3 separate regions of the Anser cygnoides genome follow, and all the other regions are linked to region 2. Evidence: chromatin contacts called from public Hi-C data. All regions are on one chromosome and are shown on one strand. Each heading gives the region's core, a stretch centred on a gene start, on an enhancer-like site or on the middle of the called end of the contact. The rest is flanking DNA. Distances are from core to core; before and after follow the strand shown. Region 1 holds the start of TMEM203 (transmembrane protein 203). Region 2 holds the start of AMBP (alpha-1-microglobulin/bikunin precursor). Region 3 holds the start of EXD3 (exonuclease 3'-5' domain containing 3).

Evidence for each region. A called contact is a pair of places that touch in the nucleus more often than the background predicts.
Region 1: a contact with region 2 is called in a Hi-C map of liver, with 2.2 times the contacts expected there. The contact joins the promoter of TMEM203 here to the promoter of AMBP in region 2. A contact is called at or near these places in 2 of 7 Hi-C or Micro-C datasets (granulosa cells and liver).
Region 3: a contact with region 2 is called in a Hi-C map of liver, with 2.0 times the contacts expected there. The contact joins the promoter of EXD3 here to the promoter of AMBP in region 2. A contact is called at or near these places in 4 of 7 Hi-C or Micro-C datasets (fetal liver, granulosa cells and liver).

Annotation. Positions count from the first base shown.
Region 1 is chr20:11,312,651-11,317,063 of Taihu_goose_T2T_genome, reverse strand. TMEM203 (transmembrane protein 203) reads right to left here and starts at 2,868. Exons shown (of 1, transcript XM_048055794.2): 1 at 2,038-2,868. The coding sequence starts at 2,763. The coding sequence ends at 2,353. It overlaps NDOR1 (NADPH dependent diflavin oxidoreductase 1), which reads left to right and starts at 2,942. Exons shown (of 14, transcript XM_066980709.1): 1 at 2,942-3,118; 2 at 3,679-3,813; 3 at 4,274-4,351. The coding sequence starts at 3,679.
Region 2 is chr20:11,695,737-11,700,027 of Taihu_goose_T2T_genome, reverse strand. AMBP (alpha-1-microglobulin/bikunin precursor) reads right to left here and starts at 2,908. Exons shown (of 10, transcript XM_066980815.1): 1 at 2,736-2,908; 2 at 1,234-1,376; 3 at 1,017-1,093; 4 at 360-473. The coding sequence starts at 2,777.
Region 3 is chr20:11,370,101-11,374,352 of Taihu_goose_T2T_genome, reverse strand. It overlaps EXD3 (exonuclease 3'-5' domain containing 3), which reads right to left and starts at 2,670. Exons shown (of 19, transcript XM_066980917.1): 1 at 2,534-2,670. NOXA1 (NADPH oxidase activator 1) reads left to right here and starts at 2,800. Exons shown (of 15, transcript XM_048055938.2): 1 at 2,800-3,497. The coding sequence starts at 3,324.

The DNA of each region.
Region 1 (4,413 bases), core at 1,619-4,118, 380 kb after region 2:
TTTCACATCCACCTCGGTGCTTTAGCTCAGGGGAACCCAGACACTTGAGCTCTGCTGCCCTCAGATGGCTTGTTTGGAGCCAGCCTGGTGTTTGTTTTTTTTTTCTTTTTCCCTTAACTTCTTAGTTTCCTTGCCATCTACTCAGAGCTAACAATGGGAAATGAACTGATACACTTTTCAGTCAGAAGTGCATTTAAGATAAAGCTGAATGATGAATAGTGATCTCTTCTTTACGAACCTTCCCTGGGGAGTTCATCTGCTAAGTACAGGGAAGCATCTCCTTGTGTCCTGAGAACAAGACAGCCTGCCGGCCACGGGGAAGAGAGAGGAGGCTCCCTCCTCCCTGGGCAGCTCTAGAGCACCAGGTCACTGGGGGTCATCATAAATCTCATCATAAATGAGTAATTGTCGCGAGGACAAGTGGCTTTTCACATCTCCAGCACATTTACTAGTATTTTTCTAGATTCAGTATCTATTATCTATTACCTAACATCGGTTATCTATTATCTCCAGTGACTGTGGCTGAAAAGCAAGAGAATCATTGGGAGCTCCTAGTGCTTTACTGAATTACTGGATTATTAAAATGAATTATTTGAAATTACGCTCTTTGCTTATACTTGCTTTCCTGGGCCATGCTTCCCAACCTGTGTGCCTACACCTGCTCACAGGAACTGCGCACAGGTCCCCCTACTCCTACTCCCGGGCAAGAGCAGCCCCTGAGAAACGGCTGTTTATCACTGACCTCTCTTCCAAGTCCTATTCTGTGCAAATTCTCTCCTTGAAGCCTTCAGCTCATGCCCTTAATCAACACAGTAATGTTTTGTGCACTCCTTGTGCAGGCCTCAGAATTTGTAATGAACTTTTTGCAGGATAAAGCATCAGGCACCTTGCTAAAGAAAGCTTTTTCAAAAGGGAAGGTGATGTGGAATATCCTGTGAGATCTGCTCTGAACTCACACCGCAAGCTTATCCAATCAGCACACCAAAAAAAAAAAAAAAAAGGAAATTGGTCGTTTCTTTCCTGCATGCCTCTGAAATCTAAAAGCAAACAGAAGTTACACAACAGGCTAGGTAATTATAGATTTTCTAGAACCCAGGTATGAATCTGGAAAAGTCTCTTTTATGCAACCTGAGATGCATCCTAATTTCTAAGATCACAATGAAGTCCCACTCTGCAGCAATTCTCAGCTCTTTTTAATGCATGCTCTGCCAGCTACATCCCACCTCTTCTCCCGAATTTGAGAGCCCTTTATGCAGCAGTTTTCCATTTCAAGACCTTATCTCCATGAAACAGATCCTGAGAGCGCAGAGAGCACAGGGTGGTACCAGCAGGGTGGATGAGGCAGACGCAGATGGGTGAGGGAGCAGCTGAGGCTCAAAGGGAAGCCCTGGAGGTGTTTTGTTGCCACCAGCATTACAGAGGGCTTGACAATTCATTCTCCAAAGGAGAACAGTCGTCTGGGCACCAAAGCAACATGCAACGTCTCACAGATAGGTCAGCGGCAGACCCAGGTTCTCAGCACCCTCGTGGTGGCTGTGCCACTGTGACAGGTGACACAGAGTCTTTGGTGCTGGGAGCTCCCCACAACATGGACACTTAACACATCGATCTGTACATCTGGCTGAGCTACCCCTTGCCTTACCCTCCCAGTACCCCCATAGCTTTATGTAGGAAATGGATCTGCATTACAAAGAAAAAAAAATTACATTTCTGTTCAAAAACACACACATCAGTTCTCTCTGGCTCAGAGCACAGCCCCATAAAATCTCGTCAGTACACTGAAGGCATGAAGTACCACTCAGGGGGAAGTTGGAAGTAAATGAGCGTTGCTGTTGGTGACAACAGATCGATACGATCGTGGTCTCGGACAGGGTGGCGCAGGCGACGCAGCAGCTACGGTGCTTCTGGCCAGCAGCAGCCTGAGGTGTGCGAGGTGCCTACAGCAAACAACCGGCCTCCACGGGACTCCTGTTCTCCCGGCACCAGTTTTAGGTACAAATGCTTTCTAGTAAAAAATAATATTATAAATAAAACCAATCCTTCCATGCACTTTTATTTTAAAATAAAATAACCGGCATACCAGACAGTGCCTGCACATTGCGATATTTTAAGAGTAACACCAAGGACTAAGTGAACCTGAAGTAACGATGCTGCAAAAGGATCTCCTGAAGAAAGATACGCACAAAGCTATGTACGAGGTGACAGCGCGCTGCCGCAAGCCCTGCCTCTCGCAGCGCCGCACCTGCGCCCAAAACCTCCGTCCGGAACCCAGGATGGGGGAAAGCCCCTGAACGGCGCTGGGGTCCCCGCAGAGCCGGGTGTGCCAGCCAGGGCTGCCGCGGGGCCGCGGGCTCAGTTCACGCGGCAGGCCCGGATCATGAGCAGCTGGAGGAGGATGAAGACGGGCGACATGATGAGCCCGTACCACAGCTCCCGCGTGTGCTCCACCAGCTTCTGGCACAGCAGCATCTCGAAGACGAACTTGAGGCTGAGGATGGTGAGGATCCAGAAGAGCCGCAGCACGGCCAGCCGCTTCTCGCCGTCCTGGAAGAGCCGCACCGAGACGATGGCGGTAAAGTAGGTGCTGAGGCCGTCGGCGGCGAAGAAGGGCACGAAGACGACCCACCAGGAGAGCGCCGAGGCCTCGCTGTCCACCTTGAGGACCAGGAGCACGGAGAAGACCAGCAGGGCCAGGCCGTGCAGGAAGATCTCGAAGGTGGCGAAGCCCAGCCACTGCACCAGCTCCCGCAGGGAGAACAGCATCGTCCCGGCCCCGGCCCCGGCCCCGGCCCGGCGCTCAGGGGCCGCCGCTCAGGGCGCACCGGCAGGGCCCGCTCCCCGCCGCCCCGCCCGGCCCCGCCCCGTCCCTCCGCCGCCCCGCGGGGCCCGGAGCTGCGGCGGCGCCGCGCGATGACGGCGGCGGAAGCGGCGGGCGGTGGGGCCGCGGCCGGGCCCGGGGTGGCGCCGGGGCTCCGCGGGGCTCCGCGGGCAGGGCCGGGGGGTCGGGCCGGGACGAGGCTTCCCTGCGCGGGGCCGGGTTCGCCAGGGGGCGATTGCTCGGGGCCCGCGCGGGTGGCAGCGCCCCCGTCCTGCCGCGGGGCTTCGGGCGCAGCTGGCGGTGGGTCGGGGTGCTCGCGGCACCCGGGGGGGGCCGTGCTGCCATCGGCAGCGGGGCACGGCTGGTGCCGGGGGGGTGCTGAGCGCAGGGCTGAGGGCGGTTAGACGGAGCCTGAGCGCGATTCGGTGTCCCCGGACCCTGCCTTTAGTCTCGGTGGCGGGGCGGGGAGCGCAGCAGAGCCCGTGGTGCTGCGGCGAACGGGGCCAAACGGGTGTCAGTCGCTCAGCGCTGCCCCGGCTGGAATCAGCGTCATTGAACCGCCTGGGTTGGAAGGGACCTTAAAGGTCGGCTGGTTCCAACCCCCTGCCGTGGGCAGGGATGCCACCCGCTAGATCAGGTTGGAAGGAGAGCCCAGGTGCCTTGAATCGTGCCACTGGCACCAAGCTGTTCAGCTGTCCCCCTGCTTGCTGCTTGCAGCGTCGAGCCCTCAAATCTCACCTGAACCCAGAGCTGCCAGCGCTCCTTTGAAGCCTGCGTAGGGTGTTGGTGTGACGCCCAGCCCCGAGCAGGTCCGACTCTGCCTCGGCTCCTGGTGATTTCTTTGGTTTTGTCTCTTGCAGATGGCAGAGCGGAGACTCCTCGTTCTTTATGGCAGCCAAACTGGGACAGCTCAAGATACAGCTGAGAGAATAGGCAGAGAAGCCAAGCGCCGGCACTTCCAGTGCCGAGTGGAGGCACTGGACAGCTATGACGTGGTGAGTGGCCATGTGGAGGGCTGCTCCGGGCAGTTCTGGTCTTGCTTCATCTCCAGCAAACCCATTTCTGGGGCTCAGGCATCCTCCACCCATGCTGTGACCTCCTGTGTTTCACCACATCCCAGCTCTTTACCCTTCCTGAGGGCAGCTTATGCTTAGTTCAGCTGAAAATGTGAAAACTGAGCAATGGCTCTTGGGATAGAGGCAGTGTTAGCTGGCAGATGATCAGCCGTGTCCTGTGTTCCTGCAAGGCAGGGAGCACCAAGGAGCTGATGCTGGGGGCAGCAGATGCTGCAGTGCCTGTAGAGGAGGCTGTGTCAGACAGGGTTGTGAGTTCTGAGCTAAATGGGATCTGTCCTCGAGCTCGATGCAGTGAGAGCAGCTGGGTCCAGACAGCTGGGGCATACCTTTGTAGGCTGCTGGCCTGAAGGTGCTTTCTCATGCTTGTTTGTGCCTGCAGGCAAACCTCATCAATGAGCTGTTGGTGGTATTTGTGTGTGCAACCACTGGCCAGGGTGACCCACCTGACAACATGAAGGTAGGACCTGTTCTGTTCATATGGCTTTTATGTACCCGGCCTGTGACCTGATTTATCCCTTG
Region 2 (4,291 bases), core at 1,659-4,158:
AGCTGCAGGCCCAGTACAAGTCCTACCCAACCTCTCCTCCATTATTCTTGACCACAGTTGGTCAAGGGCTTGGATAACATTGTTTAAATGTCTCCCAGTCATGAAAGACAGCATCTCCCACCACTTCAGGGTCTGGGTCTCCCAGGCAAATCTTGTTCATCCCAGATAACACTCTGGTTCGAATTGTGTGATGCGGCTCTAAACGGAGCCACAAAACTCAACCTCTTTGGTGTCAAAGATGAGCTGACTCAAGGCACCACCTCCAAAGCCACCCTCAAGTCCCTCAAAGCCAAGCAAAGAGTGGTGTTACTGAGCCCACCTAAAGGCCTACTTGCCCACAGTGCCATAGCCAGACCTACCGTACAGCTTCAGTGTGGTGCTTGGACCATAACTACTTGTCTTCTTCATCAGAATGACTGCGTATTCTTCGTAGTTGGTGCGAAGCACATAGGACTTGATAGACACATCCCATTCTAGGTGAGACAGCAATACAGGGGACATCATTCCTGCTCCTCAGGAAGGAACAGGTATAGACGACAGTGCCAGAGCTGGGGGGTGAAATCAGGCAGCTAATTCAGGAAATTATGAGATTATTAAGAGGCAGTTACTGAAGCAGGCACAACCCTGACACTCTTTCACCTCACCAGCCTCTTATTAGTTGAGGGGACTGGAATCCAAAGTTTGCAGACAACTGAGATACTATCAATGCTCCTTAAATGTGGCTGGTGGGAGCCTGTCCCAGATTGGGACCCTGGGGATGAGACAGATCTGCTGGAATAGCTCATAGTCCTGTACCTACGCAGGCAGCTCTGAAACGGTTTCCCTAAGACCCTGCTCCCTGCTTCCTTGTCTGGAAACAACCCACACTATGGAGCAGCTTCCTCTCCTTGAGCCCTGCTCCCCTGAACCACTTCCCCAGCCACCAGCTGCATCCTTTGAGGCCTGGCACTGGTTCACATCCTGTGACCACACAGCAGCTCTTAGGGCCCAGCAGGCCAGCAGTGAGCCCAACTTACTGGGATTATAGTAGGTGTATTTGCCAGGGGTGCTGGTTTTCTGGTACTCTCCCGAGATGTGAGTGCAGTCACCTTGCCTGGAGGAAGGAGGAAAAGAATAAACAGCTTCAGGTCATCTCTTTTCCTATTTATCTTGCGAAAATTGTGCCTGAAGCAACCAGATTGCCCATGGCACAGGACCCCTGACATCCCTGAGCACCCACAGCACTGCTCGTACCGCAACCTGGTGCTGATTGTGCTGATCTGGTCGGCACTGGGGCCAGGGCCCAGCACCAGCGTGCCCATGTTGAACTTCTCCTTGTAGTTCTTCATCCACTTGCAGGTGGTGCCAATGGCTACATCATACCACTTCCCATACATCTGTGGGGAAAAGAAAGGGACATATCTGCCACACGCCTCCTCCACCAAGGTAGGATATCCCATGGCTTTCTGCAGAGCTGAAATATTCATGACCAAGAAGCCAACTGGTGAGCTACGGTGCAAGGTGCTGGGGCCAGAGCTGTTGTAGGAAGGTGATCAGCACTCAGCAGGATTTCCAACTCAGTGGTCACCCATCTCCCACAGCTTCCCAGGCTTCTGTGCTTGGATCCCTGACAGTGTTCGAGAGCTGTCTGTCAGAAGAGGTGGCAGCCAAGATGTCCCAGCTTTACAGCAGCTTCATGCCAAACTGCTGGGGAAGTGAGGGTCAGAGCTGGACTCCTGTTGCCCATGTGTGCTTACCACTGAGCAGGGTACTGGCCCCTTCTCCCCTCCACTTCTGTCACTTTTTGCATGCGGGACAGGCAGTCCCTGGGAACAGAGCGGGGTCCTCAAGCCCAGGACAGTGTCTCTGTGTCTCCTGTTCACCAGGAAGGGGGGTCGGTACCCACCATGTGCCCCAGCGGAGCCTGGACCCACATGCATGTTGGGTACGCAGAGCTGGGCAGGGGACAGAGGTGCCTGCAGGAGACCCCCCCAGGCAGGCTGCATCCCACACACAATCTGGGGCTTCTGGTGTGCCCTGCCACAGCTCTTAGTCTGGACAGATGAACAGACTGGGACTCATCTGCCCCGCCTGTGTGTTTGCTGGGGCGAGGCCATCCCAAGGGTTGAATCCCCCCCAGACCAGCACCCACGGAGCTGGGTCCTGCACAGCCCATTATGGGAAATGTCATCCTTCTTGCTAGAGAAAAATGAAATAGCTTTCTCCCATCCCTACTACCCCCAACATCCAGGGACCGCAAGCCGCTGTTACCCGCTCAGCATCAAAATTCTCCTGCACTTGGATGTCTTCATCCTGGTCCCCAATGGGGGTTCCGCTGGCCATGGCAAAGAGGAGGAGAGAAAGGAGACCCCAAAACATTGTGTCTGGTGGCTTCAGAGTGCTGCTGAGTGCCAGCGCGCTGGAGGGATCCGTGTTTCTTCACCGCCCTCACTGCGCAGCAGCGTGACCTTCAGACCGCAGAGAACAGCGCCAGCGGGGCGGCCAGCCTGGCGGGGGCCGGGCAGGGAGACGTGGGGGCAGCTCCTGGCCCTGCAGACCTGGCCATGTGGCCTGAGCTCACCATGGCCCAAGCAGCACAGGGCCAAACATCCATGTGAGCTCCTCACCTCACCTGTTCCTACACCACCTCTCGGCCCCGGCACAGACCAGGCCCTGCCTTATTCTATGTTATGATTTGTATTCCTGCCCTGGGATCCTGTAAGGAGCCCGGATGGTGCCCCCAGTGCTGGACTAACCTGACCCTGCAGAGAGAGGACCAAGAGGTCCCCAGCACACATCACGGGCTCCTTGCTCCTCAGCAATGCCCACAGGGAGCGGAGCCCAGCAGCCGGATCCCCTCCTGGCAGCGGGGGTGAGGCTCTCCCCGGGGGCCCCAAGCTGGTGGCCAAGGCGTGGGGCAGGCGGGGTGGCACCCACCCTGCGCTGAGGGTCCCGGGGCCCGGCAGGCACGGGTGGCACGGGCCCAGCGTCCGTCCCCACCCCTGTTTGCCTTCTCAGGATGATTAACTGAAACCAAACAGCCGGAGGAAACGGCAAACAGAGCAAAGGGCAGGAGCCCCTCTTCCAGCCGGCCGGTAGCTCAATATTTGCAGAGAAGGGCGAGAGCGGCAGGCACGCTTGCAGCGGCCGGCCGGACTTTCCCCCCCTCCTCCTGCCGCCGTCCCCAGGGGCGCGAGGCGCGGCCCACGCCGGGCCCAGCAGGCGGCGGGCCGGGGCGGGCAGCTCCAGCCTCCCGTCGCCCCCAGCCGCCTCCGGGCCGTCCTCGGGAGCGGGCCGAGGCCGGGCCGTGCGGTGCCTTCACCGAGCCCGCCTCGTCGCCCGGCCCTCCGGGGGAGCCCGGCCGTGCCCCGCTGCCACCGGCCCTGCCGCCGCCAGGTGGCAGCCGGCGGCCAGGAAAAGCCCCGGCCCCGCCGAGGCCCGGGGCGGCCTCGCGAAGCGAGAACCGGGGCCGGGAGGCGCGGGCGAGGCCGGGCCGCAGCGCGTGGCCGCGGGCAGGCTCCGTGCCCGCCGCCCTGCCCCGCCGCGGGCACGGCCGGCAGCCGCCTCCCGCCCCGTCACGGTGCGGGCCTGGGGCGCAGCCGGGCCCCGCGGGCACCGTGCAGCCGGGAAAGGTGGGGAGCAGCGCAGCCGGCTGCGAAACCCAGCTCCTGCACGTCGCCAGCCCTGCGCCCGGAAAGGCCGGGGATGCGGTGCAGCTCGGCAGCCCCGTGTTCTCCTCCAAAAACACGCTCCCTGCCCCTGCCCCTGCCCCTGCCCCTGCCCCTGCCCCTGCCCCTGTCCCTGTCCCTGTCCCCAGGGCTGTGGCTGTGTTTGCACCAGGACCGCTGAACGGAGGGGGATGGAGAAGCCCCACACACTGCGGAGCGCGGGGCTGCGGTGGCAGCCTCGGCAGGGCACAGCCCTCCAGGCCCAGGGGCTGCACGGACCCGCATCGGGGGCCCCAGGCGGGCACCGACTGCTGGGGCCGCGCACGGCAGCCCTGGGGCAGCCACGGCTCCAGCGCTGGGGGCAGGAGGTGCCCACGGGGCCCTCCGGCAGGGCTCGGGGCCGCAGGGACCCTGCGGGATCCATGGGGTACGGGCTGCTGCCAGCTGGCAAGGAAGGGTGGCCAGCATGTTGGTTTCAGACCGGTTTGGACAGAAACCAAACACAGGGAGAAACCGCCATGAAATTCCTGCGGAACAACCCCCCCGGCCCCACTGCTCTGACTCAAACCTCCCTTTTACACCCACTCAGTTTCGGACCCCTCTCCTGCAGGCACTGCAGGTGTCGCAACTCTCCTGTGGCTGCC
Region 3 (4,252 bases), core at 1,421-3,920, 330 kb after region 2:
TCTAGAGAACAGTGGAGGAAGAAATACACTACCTTAAACAATTTTCCCCTGTAAGAAAAGCCTGCTTCCCCCTTAAAGCGGAGGTTCACCCAAATATATAAAATCAGTTAAACCCATCTTAATTTAGAACTAAAGTGCTACCAGCAACACAAATAAATAAACAAATAAATAATCCTGCTATTCCTGCAGCCAAGCAAAGAGGAAGAACAAGCAGAGTAAATAGAGTCCCAGAAGGTGACTCACTGACAACATCCCTGATTTCCCCCCAACCACGTGGACATTTTTACACCAGTAAGTTCCCTGAGATTCCAGGTTTAAGCCTTTCTTCGACATTGTTATCTAGCTCCAGGTGAAGCACTCCAGATAAAAGCAAGCCTTTAACCTCTCCTGCAAGCTATTCCTGTATGTAAGCTCTATCACTGCTAGGAAACTGTGTCATACTTTAAAGAATCTGTGTACCTTTGATTTTCAGTTACCGGATCTCAAAGAGACTAAAAATATTCAACTATCAAATAACTTTTCAATAGGCAAGGATTTCCACAAAGTAGCTGAGACTTCTTGACCTTCTTCTCTTGGATGTGTCTGAATAAACTGAGTTCATTAGATCTGTTACAGGGCTTTTCCACAACCGGAACATTTGTGTGGCCTCCTCTGAACCTTCCAGGATCTTCATACTTTACCTGAAGAGCTACTATAACTGGACCTTATGCTCTAGCAGCCATTCTAACAATACTGTGTGCACACACAATCACTCCAACTTGATTCCCTTTAAAAAGGGGAGGATATCAACTCTTCCCACAACAGCAAACTTCAAATGGCATCACTGATGCAACTAAATCCTGCAAGTCGCTATCTAACAGCTTCCTACCACATAAACAGAGGAGGTGACCTTGGTTTTTAGACTTCATATGTTCTTTTTCACTACATTAAGATGCTTCCCCAGTTTGGACTCATCTAACCAGAAAGGTCAGAACAGGCTACAGCACTAACATCTTGTCACTGCAAAGGTTATAAACCTTCTTTTGGATAATTTAAGTCAGTAGACATATTAGTATTCGAACAAAGAATTTGTAAGAATAGGAGCTGACTGGAAATAGGCCGCATATTTATGTCTTCCAATGAACAATCAAGCTGTGTTGTTTGTTCCTAAGCTCCTTCTGCACTTTTGCCTCACTGCCATACAACAGTATCTTTGTTTAATCAAATTGCCACATCGCGATAGAATCAAGTTCCTCAGAGAATTTCAAGTCCGTGACAGTCAAGATAATAATAATTGACTTAATTGGATCTTGAAATCTCTTCCCAAGAGGGGACATGAGGTTTATTAGAAAAGAAAAAAAAAGTATTTTATAAGCATGTCTCTTGGTCTTTAGTATCTACATTCATCATTGAATCACAGAATCATACAATCATTAGGGTTGGAAAAGCCCTCCAAGATCATCTGGTCCAACCACACCCCTACCACCAATGTCACCCACTAAGCCATGTCCCTCAGCACCATGTCCAACCTTTCCTTAAACACCCCCAGGGACGGTGACGCCACCACCTCCCTGGGCAACCCGTCCCAATGCCTGACCGCTCTTTCTGAGAGGAAATGTCTCCTCATTTCCAACCTGAACCTCCCCTGGTGCAACTTGAGGCCATTCCCTCCAGTCCTATCACTGGTTACCTGTGAGAAGAGGCCGACCCCCAGCTCCCCACACCTTCCTTTCAGGCAGTTGCAGAGAGCAATGAGGTCTCCCCTGAGCCTCCTCTTCTCCAGACCAAACACCCCCAGTTCCCTCAGCCGCTCCTCACAGGACTTGTGTCCCAGGCCCTTCACCAGCTCCGTAGCCCTTCTCTGGACACGCTCCAGGGCCTCGATGTCCTTCTCGTAGTGAGGGGCCCAAAGCTGAACCCAGCACTCGAGGTGCGGCCTCACCAGAGCAGAGAACAGGGGGACGGTCACCTCCTATTTTATCTTAATCCTGCAACAGACATCAGGTTACCAAACGTACAGTTTTCCCCCCCTACAACACGTTTCATCTTTCCACGTGCACGGACAACACTTGTGGCACTTCCAACCCCGCTGAACTGTTCCCCCGACTTTCCAAAAGTATTTAAAAATCAGTAAGATGGAACTCGGCCAGCGGGTTTTAAAACTAAGCCTCTTCGTTTGAAGGCACAGCGCTGCCGTCGCTGCCTACGGCAGGGCGCCCCTGGCTTCCGCTGACCGCGGCCAACTCGCCCTCGGCAACCACCGGGGCCGCCCGCGAGCCACGCAGCGGGTCACGCACGGCGAGCCTGCCGGCACCGAGGCGCGGAGCTGCGCCCCGGCAGCTCCCCCTCGGCAGCCGCTTCCCCCCCGAGCCGCCGCCGCTGCCCGGCCTCCTCCGCCCCAGCCTCCAGCCCCCAGGCTCCCCCTCAGCCCCGAGGCAGCACCGGGGGCCCGACCGAGGCCGCGCGGCTCTATCCCGGCTGCGGCCCGCCCGCCCCTCGCGCTCCCGAGGCTCCGGGTCCGTCCCCCCCCGCCCCGACACCGCGAGCCGCTCACCTGCCGCCGCTCGGAGCCGCCCCCCCGCGGGGCCCGCGGCTCGGCTCGGCTCGGCTGGGCTCGGCGCGGAACCCCCGGCGCCCGGTGCCGCCGCCCCGCCGGCCCCCCTTGGCGGCAGCACCGACCGCGGCGCGGCGCCTGCAGGGGGCGCCGATGCCCGTAACAAGCCTGCGAACAAACCCGGTGTGTGTGTGTGAGTGCGAGTCTGTGTGTGTGAGGGGAATGTACCGCGTGTGTGAGTCTGTGTGTGTGAGGGGAATGTACCGCGTGTGTGAGTCTGTGTGTGTGAGTGTGAGGGGAATGTACCGTACTGACCCGAGAGTTTCCCGTACTGACCCGCTGCGCGTGCCCTGCTTGAGGTGCACCCAGATGCGGCCGTGACAATAAATCTGTATTTCACCGAATAAAACCAACGCCTCGCGGGCCGTGCCGGTCCTGCCCCTGCCCGTGCCCCGCCAGCGGCACCGCCGGAGATTCTACTCGGGGGGCTTTCTGAGCCGCCCTTCGCTGCCATGGCCAAGCGGAGCCGGCGCCGTGCGCCCCTCGCCCTCTCACCTCGCCCTTCTCCCCCGAAGCACGGCCGGGCCCGCGGGGCCCCCGCGCCCCACGCAGCGGGACCTACGGGGCGGCAGCGGGGCCGGCTCCCGGCCTCTGGCCTCCCCCCGCCGGCCCCGGGAAGGAGGGCGCTGGGCGCGGCGGCCGCCTCCCTCCTCAGCGCCTCCCGCCCGGGGCAGCGCCCGCTCCTCGCCGGGGCGCCGGCTGGGAGCCGCGGGGCCGGAGGGCGCAGGCCATGGCCTACCGGGAGCTGCTGAGGCGCTGGCACCAGGGAGTGCTGGCGGCGGACGGCGGCGACTGGGACGCGGCGTTGGACATCTTCTGCGGCATCGAGGAGCCGCCGTCCAGGATCTGCTTCAACATCGGCTGCGTGCACCTGCGGGCCGGGAGGCTGGAGGAGGCCCTGCGGGTGAGGGGCTGGCGGCAGGCTGGGGCCGGGCTCTGTCTGGGGCGGATGGCGCTTTCCTCACCTTGATTCCTGGGGGATTAGTGCTTGTAGGCACTCTTCTGAGACACCTTTCTCAAACTACTTTAAATCCAGTGCTCCTTACTCAGCACGTTGGGCTGATAGCTTGGGTGTGAGTGGTGATGGTGTGGGGATAAAACAGGGAGCGCTGCAGCTCTGTGCATCCCTAAGTAATCCCGCACGAGCTAAGATTTCTCCAAAATAAGTTGCTATCCTGGACTACCCTTGTCTTTTGGAAAGTGAGCTAGCTACCTGAGAAGTGTGCTGAGATAAACTGTTTCAGCATCTAGCAGCCAGCCTGTCTGCATGTCTCTCTATCAGCAGCCCAACAAAGAGATGTATATAAATACTTTGTCTTAAACAGCACAAAGAGGAGCGCAGGCTGTGCTGGAAGGGGCTGGGGCAGAACTGGGGCAGCACCGAGCAGGGCCATCGCTGCGAGACAGCAGCGTGGTGGTGCCCGAGAGCCTGTTTCCAGCCCCAATAAACGGGCACCTACGGGGAAGCAGATCAGTTACGCTTCTGCTTACACCAACGGTTGGTTGTTTATTTTGTCTTTTATAGCACGGTAGAGCAGACAAAGTAAAGTGTGCTGGCTGAGTCATGGGAGAGGCCAGCCACCTCTGCCGAGGAGCACAGTCACTCCTTAATGTCCTGCAACGTATTTTCCCCATTGCGGTGCTGTCCCTGTTTACACA